Linked DNA regions of Zea mays: regions 2 and 3 are each linked to region 1. A link is a contact called in public Hi-C data. All regions are on one chromosome and are shown on one strand. The core of a region is the stretch at or near the end of the contact, and the rest is flanking DNA. Distances in the headings are between cores, read along the strand shown. Region 1 holds the start of LOC103637660 (ARF guanine-nucleotide exchange factor GNOM). Region 2 has its middle 66 kb from the start of LOC542566. Region 3 holds the start of LOC103637659 (expansin-B2).

Evidence for each region. A called contact is a pair of places that touch in the nucleus more often than the background predicts.
Region 2: a Hi-C map of leaf shows a contact between it and region 1, with 6 times the contacts expected there. The contact joins the enhancer-like site here to the promoter of LOC103637660 in region 1. A contact is called at or near these places in 3 of 25 Hi-C or Micro-C datasets (leaf and tassel).
Region 3: a contact with region 1 is called in a Hi-C map of ear, with 2.2 times the contacts expected there. The contact joins the promoter of LOC103637659 here to the promoter of LOC103637660 in region 1. A contact is called at or near these places in 2 of 25 Hi-C or Micro-C datasets (ear and leaf).

What each region holds. Positions count from the first base shown.
Region 1 is chr1:92,882,222-92,887,267 of Zm-B73-REFERENCE-NAM-5.0, reverse strand. LOC103637660 (ARF guanine-nucleotide exchange factor GNOM) reads right to left here and starts at 2,142. Exons shown (of 2, transcript XM_008660175.3): 1 at 1,117-2,142; 2 at 1-770. The coding sequence starts at 1,854.
Region 2 is chr1:93,052,051-93,057,096 of Zm-B73-REFERENCE-NAM-5.0, reverse strand. No RefSeq gene overlaps it. Among protein-coding and RNA genes, the nearest start is that of LOC542566, 66 kb to the right of the region's middle. Within about 2 kb of position 2,881, at least 6 of the 20 cell types and tissues checked have an H3K27ac peak or open chromatin away from gene starts, as enhancers often do. A contact at or near this core is called in leaf, where this site is marked.
Region 3 is chr1:92,745,409-92,750,454 of Zm-B73-REFERENCE-NAM-5.0, reverse strand. LOC103637659 (expansin-B2) reads right to left here and starts at 2,264. Exons shown (of 2, transcript XM_008660168.1): 1 at 1,974-2,264; 2 at 932-1,833. The coding sequence starts at 2,169. The coding sequence ends at 1,208.

The DNA.
Region 1 (5,046 bases), core at 893-3,392:
TGAGGTGCATTATCAGTCCGCTGTGCCATTGCCTGAATGACAGCAACCAAACCATCCAAAGCAAGCACATTTAAAGCTGACAAAGGACTATTCACAGGAAATGCGCTCTTAGACAGAAGGTTAGCTAACTCTTCAAAAATATTTGAGCACTGTAGATCACAGTCCATATTTGCATACATCTCAGCCATAAACTCTTTCTGCCAGCAAAAATCAATTAGAGCCTCTAGGGCAACTTCTTGCTGCTGATAACTTGCTCCATATCTACTCTGTGCTAATCTTAGGATAACACATGAGAAGAAAGCCTCTATTTGCAGCTTAAGTTCATGGCGCAGATGGTAAAAGAGAGTAAAAACAATGCTGCACACAGTCGACAGGATCAGAGGGCTCATTGACAAGCCAAAATGCATTAGATTGCGGAACAATTCATCCTGTACAAATGCTAAAAGTTTTTGATGTCTGTGTATAGACGAAGCCGAAAACTCAATAGCCGAATTAATCAACCCCAGAGCAAAGAGCGGCACATCCTCATCAAAGTCAATTGGACTCATCCTTGGGTTCAACTCAATGTCTTCTGCTATGTTCAAGAGGGAGCACAAGAATTGCAATATCTCTACCATACAAGGAACCCCAAAGGGCTCCATCAAGTCTTTGTCTTGCATAACACCAGAACCGTCTCCCACTTCATCGCCAGAGCTGTTCAAACATACGTAGTCACTCTTCCCGTTCTCAGTCTCCTCAGCACCCAAACATGGGTTCTTGCAACCAGCAACCTACGTAACAATGCTACCACAAAATTAATAAAATTCATTTAGTAAGGAAGATATGAGCCTTCCAAGTTCCTACTAACAAAAGCTTGGTTACAAACTAACAAAAGCTGATCTTAGTGTCAGAATGTGAGTATTTGCAATGTGGTCGTATTGCTCAAATGACAAAAAATGTTAAAGATAAAAAGGACAAAAAAACTAGAACATTTCACTTGTTTACACTTCAGACCAATGCACATGAGCATAGTAGGAGTAAGTTGAGTTATTATGCTGAGGGAGGAATGGTATTGCAACAATTTCCATGTTCATCAGCACAGCAAAGTAAAATACTGAGTATAACAATGCACCATACCTGCTCGTCGGACAACAAGGTGACATTGATGTCCGGCAGGCGGGCAAAGACAGTTCGTATAACCTCCTGCATTGTCTGGCGGGAGACACGCTGCAGTAGCTCCCCCTTGGTTCCAGCCTGCTGCACGACGCGGAAACATGTGTTGACGATCGTGCAGACGTGGCGGTTGGCAAGCGCCGGTGCTGCACGGCTGCGCACGCAGGCTAGCAGCACTTGCAGGACCCTTGCCAGGACGGCCTCCTCGGACGCCGGGTCGGTGACTTCAAAGCGGCAAGCCGTGACGGCGTCGACGACGGCGGCCATGGCCCCGGCGGCGCCTGGTGCGCCGGGCCCGACGACATCAAGGGTGAGGATCTTGTGCAACGACGAGAGCGCAGCACCCGTGATGGGCGCCCCAGTCTCGTCGGAGCAGACGATATCGAGGAAGGGTCGGAGGTAGAGGAGCGGCTCAACGCCCGCCCAACTACCCTGGCCCCAAGCGGCAGCGCGGCGGCGGAGAACCTTGAGCCCCGCAACGAGCGGGTGGTCAAGGTGCTCGTCGTCGCCCGCGCCACCGTCGCCGCCGCCGTAGCGGACGCCAGCCCAGCGGACGTTGCGGCGCATGACAGCGAGCACCGTGGCGGCCTCTGACGCTAGCACACACGCCATAGCCAGTCGCGGCGCCCCGTGATCGGATCCCGCCCCCGCGACGGCTCCGGATCCTGCGCCTGATGGCGATGCTGCCCTGACCCCGCCCATGGATCCGAGCGAGCGCGCGGGGTCGGGGTGCAGCTACGACGGCGAGGGCATTTGGGAATTGAGATCTGAGAGAAGGGGCACGTTGAGATCTGGGCGTGGTGTGGTGTACTGCGAGCCAAGGGCTGGATCTGGAAGAATTCCTAGTGAATCGTGAGGGTTTCTTTGTTTGTTTTTTTTCTTTTTACAATAAAAATACAGGTTTTGGGCGGGTTTTGTTTGGCCCAACAGTTTTTCCCAGCCTTTTGATCGAAAAAATTGCTGTGAATTACATCTCAAACTTCACTAAGCTATCCCCGTTTGGACTTTGGATCAAGAAACTAATTTTTAGTCCCATTATATGGATGTTTGAATACTGGTTGCATATATTAAATATAGTTTAATTATAAAACTAATAACTACATATAAAAGTTAAATGATAGGACGAGTCTATTAAACATAATTAGTGTAAGAATTCGCTCCTATGATGATATAGTATACATTCGTCTCTTTGTTTTAGTTTCATCTATAAAATTACTTTTATAATTAGAATATATTTGATATTTATAATTGACATTCAAACTACCGATGTGGCACAAACTCTATTTTAGTCAGAAACCAAACACATGTTTGCAACCAAAACTTTGTATTCAATTTTACTAAAGGTCATACATCCTACTATATTAGTAGCAACTACCAAAAGAAAACTAACCGATAGTTTTTACACAAATGTAATGTATTAGCTAATCTATTAGTTAAATCGTGTTTGAATCTTATATTTTTAGAGTTATTCCTTCAATACAATGGTTTTTTAGTTATTTTATTTAAGTATCTATTCTAAATTCATTCGAGTTTATTGAGAAGAATAATAACATGGATCGACAAGAAAAGTTATGAAAATATATTTCATCACTTATCTTATAAAGTTTATTTTTGGAAATAATATTGAGCTTTTCTACCGTTGGTCAAGCTTTATGGTAATTGAAAATCCATTATATTTCGATATAAGAAGAGTATTAGGGCTTGTTTGAATCCATGGTGCTATAGTTTATCACTACACTTTTAGCTAAGCTTTAGTATTTGAAGATCCAAACAGTAGTGCTAAAAGGTAGTAAAAGTGAAGTACTAAACTTTAGCATCAATTAGTAATTTAGCCCCTCCAAGAGATACTAAGCGAGCTAAAAGTGGTCTAGAGTGAGGATAAGGCATCGCCAACCCCTCGCTCGCTCTCTCTCCCACCTCGCATTAGTTAGAGGTATGAATGTCTTTCTATATCCATATACTTAACTTTATCACTTGCATCCAAACACTCCTCATGTGCTAAACTTTAGCTCTCCATTTGAGAGAGTTAAAATTTAGCACCCTGCTAAAATTTAGCACATGTGATCCAAATAGACCGTTAGTATTTAGTTTGGGAAGTGTAACACCCTAAAGTTCAATCTTGTGAAAATAAGGAAAATTACCCAAAGGTTTTAAATCAAAACACCTTTCCTTAAAAATATTCATAATTTCGGAGTTACTACTCCCAAAATTAATATAAATATTTTTTTAAAAGACATCTAGATAAACTAAATTATCCTTGGATTCAAATTATATAGAAGAATTATGATTAAACTATTTCTTAATATATAATCTACAATATAAATTATATTTCCCTAAAATTCATAAGATGTGAACTATTCTCTATTTTATGATTGGAATCATGTATAAAAGAACTAAAATAAAACAAATATATAAAAAATATAGTTTTCATTCATGCTGGTGTTTTATTTGTGCATCTAAAAGTAAAAGTTTGGAATTTAAACTTGAGTTTGATTTGAATTTAAAATAGAAATCAGAAAAAAAAAATAAGACTTACCTCGAGTCTGGGCTAGAACCTCCCCTTCAGCCCAACTCTCCTCAGCGCGCCGTGTGGGCCAAACCCACTTCGCGGCCCATCCTCACACGCGGTTGCGCTCTGCACCCATCACCGCCAAGTGGGCCCCATTGCGCGGCCCACTTCTTCACCTTCTCTCTTCCATCACTAGGTCGCTGTCGGGTGGGTCCGGGGAGTCAGCCCCTCACTGTGGCCTCACGCAAGCGCACCAGTCGCTGACGTGTGGGACCCAATGCTCGGGGCCTTCTTACTCTGGAGTCTGTTGTGAGGAGTTCGCCGCGATGTGGTGATCCGAGCGGGTTGTTGGGGATTAGCCTAATCCTTCGGATGGGGACCCTTGGGGCATAAAACTCGAGCGCCAATCCCTATGTCCATGAGCCGAGCTAGAACAGGGTGATGCTGAAATGAGAGCCCAGTTATCGTGGGAGTGCCGCGGGTCGCCTCCATTGAATACTCGCCCAACGGCCTCCGTGCCTGGCGCACCTGCGCGCGGCCTACTGACCTTAAAGACTGGGCGTATCGTTGACCCGTGAGAAGGAGGGAGAGGGAAACTCATGCCAAAGCCGCTGCGGTGCTTGCCGGGGCTGGTCGTCCTCATCAGACATCGCAGGCGGCCATCATCCTGGTCACCATCTCGATCTTCGGTACGTCACCTTCATGTGAGTCTTGTACCCGTGTAACATGCGTCTTTGCTACTGCAGTGGTTGGTCACCTATTCGCCGTGGGCCGTGATCGCCGGTGTGCTCATCGCCGTGGGGGGCTATCGGCGTCAGGCGGCCATGAAGAGAGAGAAAGGACGATAGGAGGGTGTAAGGAGGAAGAAATGTAGGGGTCGTTGGATCGTGGGCATGTGGCCACGATTAAAATGTGATAACGATTCAGCCAGATTCAATCTGGATCGTCGATCGATGTTCACGTTGGAGATTAGATCATGCCATAGTATATGTTGGGCCCGTACCGTTTCGGGCGAGTGTTTTAGGGACATTGATATCTGATCGGACAGATCCAGATCAATCTCGGTGTCTTAAAATCCTAAGCACTGAATTGGAATCCGACGGATAGCGTTGCGTACCGGTTCGATAAGGTGAAGATTTAATCTAGGTCGCGTGTTTCGGATCTAATGGCTCAGATCAGTGCGTACCCCTTGGCCCCTAGAAGTTCACAAAATCAACCCGCCATCCCTCCACTATAGAAAGAAATAGCAGTTAGGCCCCTAGAATTTACAAGTGAACCCCTAGAACTTGGTTTTAATAATAAAAATAGCCTAGAAACTTAGATAATCCATATCTTTTGTGTGCTAACTCTAATTTGACACATACAAATTGCGTTAACTTCGTAAT
Region 2 (5,046 bases), core at 1,632-4,131, 170 kb before region 1:
TTACACTCTTTTCTTTGTATGAGTTTTGCCTTGCTGAGGTTTTCTCATCCAAAGCTTTAATGAGGTAATATCAACTAAGCTATGTGCTTCATCATTGATTTTTCCCCATAGGGGTTTTTATGCATGATCATTACAATCATATTTTCTTTTGGAGTTCAAGTGAGATTATTCTTATTATCCAAAAGACATTGTATACTCCTTATTTTTCCCACAGGGTTTTTGAGGAGATCATATATTGGAAGACAGCTTGCAAGGACTTGGATTGATCAAGGGGAGTGTTACAAAATATTTGTATACCATGTGATCAACTCCCAGACAGTTATTTCCAAGGGACACACCCCTTAGGAACACTTGTATACAAACTACAGTGCCTGCAATAAAGAACAACAGTTACTCTGTCACTTTCATTTTGTCTCTCTTTCTCTACTCTCTTTAGCACTGAGCACTACAACACTTCAATAGTAAGCTGCCACCAACGCATGGGCTGGAAGCCGAACAGAACGAGTCGAATTACTAGGCTAGAGCCAAGAGCGAGAAAAGACGCTTCAAGATCTGTGCAAGTATAAGTCTCCTCAATCTAGAGCCGGCTACAAATCAGCCGTTTTCCCCGATTTTTAGTATTTTATACTATTTTTGAAAAAAATCATGTTTAGACCCCTAAACTACTTATATCCTATTTGGACCCTTTGCTCGGCATCATAGACTATAGCGTCGAAGTAACATATCTCGACGCCATAGTCTATGGCGCCAAGATACATGACCAGTTGGCAAGAGAGGGCTTAGCTGGCGTCGACATGGCTTCAGACCTCGATGCCACAAATCTTGGCGTCGAGGTCTAATATAGTGGTCGTTGTTGTCTTTCTTCGCCCGACGCCTGTCTCTTTCGCTGTCGCCGTCTCTATCCACCCACGGCGCTGTGAGCTCGCCTCGTCCGTGGACTCACCGCCGCACCGCCTGCCGCCCCTCCCCACCATACCCCATGAGCTCGCCACCACCTATCGCCACCGCCCACCGTCCCCGCCCGCCACCCCGGTGCACCGTCGCCTCGAGCACACCACCGCTGCACCGTGCGCCGTGAGCTCACCTCGCCACCGCCCGTCGCGAGCTCACCACCACCGTGCGCCATCACCTCCGACGGCCTAGTTTGACATCGTCGCCGTCGGCCAACCTCGCCGTCGCGGCCACGACCCCGATAGTGAAGGTATGTACATGTTAGTTAATAATTAGGTAGTTGTTTAGTAACCAAGTTTCTTAGTTGATTAGTTGGTAATTTAGTTAGCATTAGTTAGTTAGGTTACATATATATTTATTAAGTTAGTTAGCAAATTATTAATTTAGTTAGGTTACATATATGTTACATTTTTATAAGAATATAATTAGTAAACTTGGTAGTTTGTGCAGTGAATGTGGATGTTGGTTATTTTGTAATTTTGTTATCTAGTTTTTTGGTGACTGTGGATGTCAACCTTCGTGTTGGTCATCTGTTAGTGAATGTGCATGTCATCAATCGTGTTGTCCATTTGTTTGCAGGTTTTAGAAGCATCCCCGTATAGGGGAGGTGCTGTCGAAATTTTTACTAAAAGTAATATGTTTTTTGTAGATATGAGGCTGCACGACTCCACCTGTGCCACCGGTACCTTGTCTCCACCGCAACCTCAGGTATACCTTGTTTTCACAAAGTATTCTTTGATTATATAACTCTGTTTGATGTGGTCATTTAATAGTTAGTATATAGTTATAAGTTAGTAACTAGCTATTACTTATTTATTGCTTAGTAAGTATTTAGGCATTAGTAGATTAGTAGATGGGGATAGTAATTAGTTAGGCATTAGTTGATAGTGTTAGTGAGGTACCATCTTTAATGGTTATTGAGTTATGAATTCGTGTTTGCAATAGATGGACACCCTAGTGACACTATACCATGGAGGAAGCGTGGATGACGATGTTTATGAGAATGTTAGTTTTGATAGAATGAAGAAGGTGACGGTTATGTTCGATGAAAGGCCCTGTTTTGGCCAGATTTTCGCTAGGGATTGTGAGGAGATTAGTTGCAATTTAAACGACCCTGGCATATTGATTGAGGGCTTATTGTCCCATGTTGCATCTGGGGCAGTATTCCGAAGGTTGATCTACATAGGCTCTAAAGATGACTGGGTGAAATATGTCAAAATTGTGATGACGATTGTTCTTCCATGTTTGGATGTGGTCGTTCGAAAGTTATCATTTGATCATTGCGATGCGTCAGTCGGATTATCTTCATAAATGCTAAATGCATCTTCTAGTGAAGCTCCTTTGCCTGAACTTCTACTTCTGGAAGAAGTGGTTGTTGTGCCAAATGCTCAATCGGCCCCAAACGAGATTGAGATTTCTCGTCCAGTTCGTGGCATGGATGTGCTAGGCACAGAAAGCTGCACGTCCACGCTCACTGGGAAGTAGACTGATCAGCTGTAGGAGGATGCCATTGAAGCTCATCTACTGTTGACGGACTGATGATTGGCATTGTGCAGCAGTGGTTCATGGGGACATCATTTCATCTCGCTCTAGCGGTTGTCTGACATTGGTGCCCTGGTTCCTAAAAAAATAGAGAATCATATATGTTTTTATTCATTAATAACTAGAATATAGGACTGTATGTTACATCGCGAGACCATCTATTGAAGTGAGCCATATTTTTCCTGGCCAAACTTTGTCGTGGCTAGCTACATCTGTCCTTGTATTTTCAATGCTTCAGAACGCAGTTGCTAATTGGCTGGGGCTGTTTCCTATACGTTAGTCGTCAGGGCCCGTTTTCCCTTTCCAGTGCTTGTTCTCTATTCGTTATGGACTTTATGGTCGTATGAATGCCAAAAAGGGCCCATTATTTTGTTTCCAGTGAGCATATGAATGCCAAAAAGGGCCCATTATTTTGTTTCCAGTGAGCATACGGATGCATGATGCCACACCCAGCCCAACTAGTATTGTTCTTGGTTGGCTACTCTGTTTTCGGTCGTTTAGAGCAAGTTTAATAATACAACTAATAGCAGTTTTTATGTTATCATATCACATATATATAACAAATTATAGTAAAAATCTACTTATATAATAACTCCCTCCTGACACAAGATATATATTTAATACTTCATCAACCTCTCTCATACACAGAGCCTTGAGTCATGCAACACACTCTAAATTGGCTGCTAATGGTCAATCCGTTTTTTATCTCTTTCTTTCACATTACATCTTTTACAACCGTCTATATCAACTTATTATACTTGCTTTTATATTAGTGCCTTTTGAGTTAATCCTCTTCTACCTATTAGGATGTTGGCAATTGATTCTGCGCTAACTTCATAGTTTTGCCTATGGATTTGTGAAACCACTTTCTGGAGCTATGCAACACATGTAACTGCATGTTCATAGTTTTTTCATGTGAACTGATTTCTGATTCACATGTAGACCAATATATTCTCATTGTGAGTTTCTGATTTATTCTGGCAATATAATTCGAGAAAATGACGTACTACAATTTGGTTGATTATAATGACCTTTGAAACTAACTTTTTTCAACTATTGCGTAGTCATTCAATTCTGGTATTGTATATCTGAAGCCATATTCCATATTTTTCAAGAATTTTATTTTTAGTATGCTGTATCTTCTTGCCTCATATTGTAACTATATTAACCCGTGTCTATAGTAATTTTGCTCATATTAGTAATATGATGTTAATTGGTGTTGCATTTTTCATGTTCATTCGTGGGCTTAAATATCATAACCCATTAAAAAATGGACAAAATACGCTTGTGAAATTTTAGAATTTTTGCACATGGAATTTAAGGTCACTTCGTATAAAAATTCTAACATCTCGCTGATGTTTGATTCCAGATACTAAAGTTTAGTCCATATCATATTGATTGTTTGAATGTCTATTACAAATATTAAATATAGTATAATTATAAAACTAACTACACAGTTGAAGACTAAACACGAGGACAAATTCATTAAGCCTAATTAATTTGTAATTAGCAAATGTTTACTGTAGCATCACAGGAGCAAATTATGAACTAATTATGTTTAATAGGTTCATCTTATCGTTTAGTTCTCGTCTATATAATTAGTTTTATTATTAGACTATATTTAATACTTCTAAATAACATCCAAATATTCGATGTGACGGACTAAAACTTAGCGGAACCAAACAACTAAGGGCAATGAACTCTTCTAGGACAACTCAACGTCATCAACATGGCCAACACTCTTGATCAACTTCTCATTCTTATATCGGACTATCATCATCCTTTTGAATCCACTTCTTCCATGCATCAGAACTATTGAAACTGATTTTAGTCCCATATCGATTTATCCACTGGTAAGTTGGTTTGTTTGGTAGAGCTCTACCATTATAAAAAAGTGAAACTAAATTTAGGATTTATCTAAATCCAGTGTGGAGCAGCTTCACCCTTTGAGATTCATCGAAGTTGCAAGGAAAATAGAGTTCAACCCATTTGATTAACGGATTTTAGTTTCATGATCAGTATAATCATTTAGATTAATGTTGTATATATTTATAGTACAAAGAATGTAGCATGGACTTGGATGAAGGCGACATGATGATCAAGAAGATCAACACCTCAATGCAAAGCATTGAAAGACTCATTGAAGATTTATGTAGAACATACAAGGTTCAAAGGCATAAACCAAAGAAGCCTAAACGAAGAAATATTGAAAGTCGTCTAGAGGGGGGTGAATAGGCGAAACCTAAAAATTATAAACTTTGAACACGCACTTCACCCGGGGTTAGGGTTAGAAATAAATAATCTTGAATTCGGAGTGCGGAAGATAGTTTCTCTTGCTATGAGCTGCTCAATTAATGCAGATAACTTTTGGAGCTAACTCAAAATAATATGAGCAAGAGAACTTTAGAGAGAGGAGAGGGAAAAAACAAATCGAGTGATGAAGATCAACACAAATGAACACGGTGATTTGTTTCCCGAGGTTCGGTTCCAAGGAACCTACTCCTCGTTGAGGAGGTCACAAAGGTCGGGTCTATTCCAACCCTTTCCCTCTCT
Region 3 (5,046 bases), core at 1,015-3,514, 140 kb after region 1:
TAGCTTTGCCAGAGTTTAGAATACTAACAGAAATTAGTAGATTATCTCTTAGCCGAGATAGTTATTAGAGCTTAGGTGAAAACTTATGATGTATAGAATGCATGAAGCATATATGGTTGTAAACAGAATACTTTGATGTATATAAATGTATGATAGAATTTAATTTCATGTTGCTTTCAATATCAATATAGATCTATATATATATGTTTGTGTGTGTGTAAATAAATATATATATAATTCAGTATTGTTTGAAATTTTGAAAAAAGGCGGGAAAACTTCCACTGGCGGCTAAATAAAGAAAACCGCCAGTGAAAAGTGCATTTCCACTGGTGGTTTGCTTTATAAAACCGCCAGTGGAAATGCATTTTCACTGGCGGTTTTCTTTATTCAGCCGCCAGTGAAAATGCACTTTTCACTCGCGGTTCCTTAAGAAAACCGCCAGTGAAAATGCACTTTTCACTGGCGGTTCCAAAATAACCGCCAGTGGAAATGCTGATTTCCACTGACCCCTAGCACTGGCGGTACTGAAAAATGCCAGTGTAAATAGGTTTAGAACCGCCACTATAGAGCTTCTGTGTACTAGTGCATATAAATTTTTTCTTCATCCGAGTTTATATAGAAAAAATGTGAATTTATGACAATATCACGCAAAAAAATGGTACACGCAACCCGGATACCCGTATCCGACCTAAATATTCAGTTATTTATCTAGTAGCTCTGGCTCTATATCCTATCCAAGATGCACTTTTCAGATAGTACACGTATCCATCCTGAATATAGAATAACTGAATCCATATAAAAACATGTATTTATACTATCCCGTAGTTATATGCCCAACTCGTTTTTATCTCCAATCCGGCGGGCCTGAAGATACACACGACGATAAGACGGAACTGAAACTCGCCGAAGCCATTGCATAAAGAATTTGCAATAATCACACAAAAAACCCCTTATAAATAGGCGTAATCACGTTACATATGAGAACTATAGCAGTGACTGATTAAGGGCTTATTTGAAACCATCCAATTTTTAAGAAACTAATTTATAGAAATGTTCCAAACATATCAGTTTATGTCTCAGTTTATAAAAATTGGATTCACAGTTTCTTAAAAACTAAGAAGCTGATCTCTCTTAGCTAAGAAAAATAAAAACTGATTTTTTAAAAACTAAGTTGCTTCTAAACATGTCCTGAGATTAAATTACGCGGTCAAGTGAACTGGACGTTGGAGCGGTAGTCGGTGTTGGGCCTCCAGTTTGCCGGAATAATATTGTTGGCCACCAGCGTCCCGCCGGACTCGCTGCGGACGCGCATGGAGAAGGGGCCCTTGAGCGGGCGGGCAGAGTCCAGCCGCCAAACGGACCCCCACGAGCGGCGCATAGGCATCCAGTGGCCCGAGCTGGACTCCATCGCGTCCATCTGCGCCACGGTGCCGGCCTTGTTGGCGTACTCCACCAGCACCGCCAGGTAGTTAGGGTTGGAGCCCGCCTCCACGTGGAAGTTGAGGGTCAGCCCCGGGTGGTTGCAGGCCACCCTCCTGAACTGGATGTCGATGATGCCGGCGTGGCGGAGCCTGTCGTTGAGACCGGGCCTCGCCATGGAGCCGAACGCCGTGCCGCTGAGGTCGAAGTGGTACTTGGCCACCGGGTAGTAGTTCTTGTCCGTGATCATCACCGTCCTGACCTCGCCGGAGCAGGCCGGGTTGTTCTTGGCGGTGCACCTTACCTGGTAGCATGCGCCGCAGCCCTGGCCGTCCTGGAACAGGGGCTGGTTGCCGCACGACGTCATGGACATGAACGGGTACCGGTTGGTGTTCTTGAACCCGCACGCGCCGCCTGCAGAACCGATCGGTCGGGTCGGTGCAAGCATCACAAACAGACATTAATTGACGTACGTGTTAGGCGGCGGCGCAAGCGCAACGCAACGCAGGCATGCAATGCACGGCCGCTAGGCAGGCACTGGCGCTTATGCGTACCGTTGTCGTCGGGGCCGGCGCCGTTGGGCGCGCCATACCAGGTGGCCTTGGCCGCCAGCCAACCGCCTTCGCTGGAGCTACCGCGGAGCTGGCGGACGGCGGAGGTGCGGTTCGCCACCGATTGTGCGACGGCGACAGGATGCGCGACAGCAAGCACGGCGAGGAGCGCAACAAGTGCAGCTGCCAGGGCGGCCATCGCGCGCAGCTCGTGTATGTATAGCAGCAGCAGAAAATTGCTAACAACAACCTTGTGTGTGCATGCGTTTGACTGCTTGTGTTAATTTAGATGGTCGAAAGGGACGAGATTGCCTGTGTATTTATAGTCGGCCGCCGGGCAAGCAGGGATAGAGTATGAGCAGTTCGCGGCACCAATAGTCGTCGCCACATCGGACATGCCGTGTTTAGAGGTACGAGATCCACATGGCCACCGTACCGAAAGCTAATCATGGTGGAATGGATTACTCAGTCATAGTGCACATGCAGGTTAGGGATCGCTCAGCTCGTGTACCGTACGCCGGTGCGGTGCCTGACCTCTGAGGCAGTTATCGGCGTGAAAGTGGGTCCTACACTACTAGCTGCGGTGCTGCGGCCAGGGTTGCCATTACCCAGAATTCGGATCGGGATGCAAATCAAAGCTGCATGCAAACTAGACGAAGATCCAACTCCAGATTAATTAGATTGACCCGTTCGCAATCCAGAGACCCGTTCGCTCGCAAGCAACTGAAAACCAACGATGGGTATCATTCGTCAAAGAAGAGTTTTTAACTAAGAGCAACTCCAATAGTTATGTAAATTTTAGCTCTCTAAATCACATATTTAAGAAGTTGCTAAATGGCTTTTAGAGTAAAAAAATGTGAGTTCTCCAATAGTTCTCTAAATATAGGTTGTAATTTTGTTTTGTATTTATCCACATAAAAAATAAGTTACAAAAACTATATAATGCAGTCAACATTTTTGTTTAGGGAGTTGTTAAATGGTTGCCAAATGTAGAGAGAAAATGAGGTTAGATGACAAGTTGTTAAATTTAGAAAGTTCGTTTAGAGAACTGTTGAAGAATAGTTTTTATGTTAACTACCTAAATTATTAATTTAGAAAGTCTTTTAGAGAACTACTGGAGTTGCTCTAAGAGATCACTCGACGAGATCAATTAGCACGGGGGTATTTTTTGGGTTTCTTAAATAAGTTTAATTCTTAAATAAATTTAAAGAATTAGAAATGCATTTTCAAAGTTCGTGAATGTAAATGACATCCCTCGATAAGTTCGGAACCGCCCGTGCATTTTACTCATTAGTTAAAGTTTTAGAATCTCTCACAGAAACCAACCTCGAAGGCAAAAGATCAAAATACACCCTACCTGATGAGTAGAGATATGTAGATGTATTTCGAAAAAGAGAAAGGTGTAATAATAAGAAAATAGAAATGTGCATTACAAAGTGAGAAAGTCAATCACTTTCGAACAAAATTTAAATACTATAAGAGCATCTCCAAGAGTTCTAATGTGGCCCTATTTTAAAATATAGGGCTCGAAACCATAAAACGCTCTCCAACAACGGTCCTATAATTACAGTCATTTTTTTTAGATTTTTAGACGGAGGGAATACTCAATTATAAGGACCATGTGGCCTTGACATTGGATAATTAATTTAGCTACTCTAAGTTCACTACAAGAAAATCGTACATTTTTTTACGGCCACAATTATTTTCGACGGCATATCTAAAGATCATAAAAAATAAATTATTTTTTGACTAGTGGAGTAGCTAGCATTTTTTTCATGAGGTATGCCATAATTTTTTTCATAAATAATTTAGTATAATCCATAATGATTTGATATACAATTCAGAATATAAGGATAAGAATAGCATATGAAACTATAGTTTTAACATTTAAATCTATATGTGCATACATTAGAATGCAAAAATAATATGAACTAGTCCAAACATCAAGCACAAAATACAGTAAATAAACATGCATACCTATTTCAAAGTAAATTTCAATATTACTTGTCCGGCTTGTGCTTCCTTAAAGCAAAGAATGCCTCAATTATGTCGTCTTCTTCCACTTCTTCGAAAATGTCATGCTCAATATATGTGGGTAGACAATCATCCAATAAGGGACTATCACACATCTTATTTCTTAATTTGGGTTTGGTTATAGCCAATGGTAACATCGGTACCAACTTGAGGAGCAAGTAAACCATATCATACACTTTATGTATCTTTGTTTTAATAAGCTTAACTGAGGGATCAACTAGATTGTTTATGCCTTTGCAGCCATCATCTTGTCTCATGACATCAATATAATTATCAAGTTGCAACTTGAGTTTCAGCAAATCAGTGCCTGAGATGTCATTAGGGTAGAATTCAGCAAGTCAATGTACCTTCTGTGCATCAAAAACAACAAATGAGTTTGATGGATCAAAGGTTGTCATATTGTCACACTCGGTTTTAGAAGGCAAACCGAATGCGAACCATGTACGTGCCAGGATCAGCAATTCACGTACACAACAGTTAAATAACTGGACATCATCACACAGTGCTAAAATAATGACATAAAAGAGGGTATAATAGTCGATTACATCATGATGTCCGAGGCATCCACATAGTCTTTAACAATAATCAAAGTGCGGAAAAGAAACGTAGATACACACGGCCTACACAGGCAACCGATTGGGGGTTTGTCGCTAACCCACGCCTAGAACTCATCGTACTCCTGGAACTCCTGGAAGTCTTCCTCCACGGCTTCATCTTCTCCTGAGCAGTGGTTGCAACGCGGACAACCTGGGGGGGGGGGGGGGTTGGTGTGTAAAGCAAGGGTGAGTACACATCAACATACTCATCAATATGTCCCGTTTAGCTGTAGTGGACTATCTTTATGTGGAGTTAAGTCAAACAATTGCTTTTAGTTGGTCAGGTTATTATTTACTAGTAGAAAGCCAGGTTTTAGCATTAACCCAAGTTGTTAACCCAGATATACCCTTTCCAAACGAAAAGAATACCACTTACCATTACCATAAGCATAATCATAACCATCCTCCTTATCACCACCTGTAAACCATACATCTCTGATCAAGTA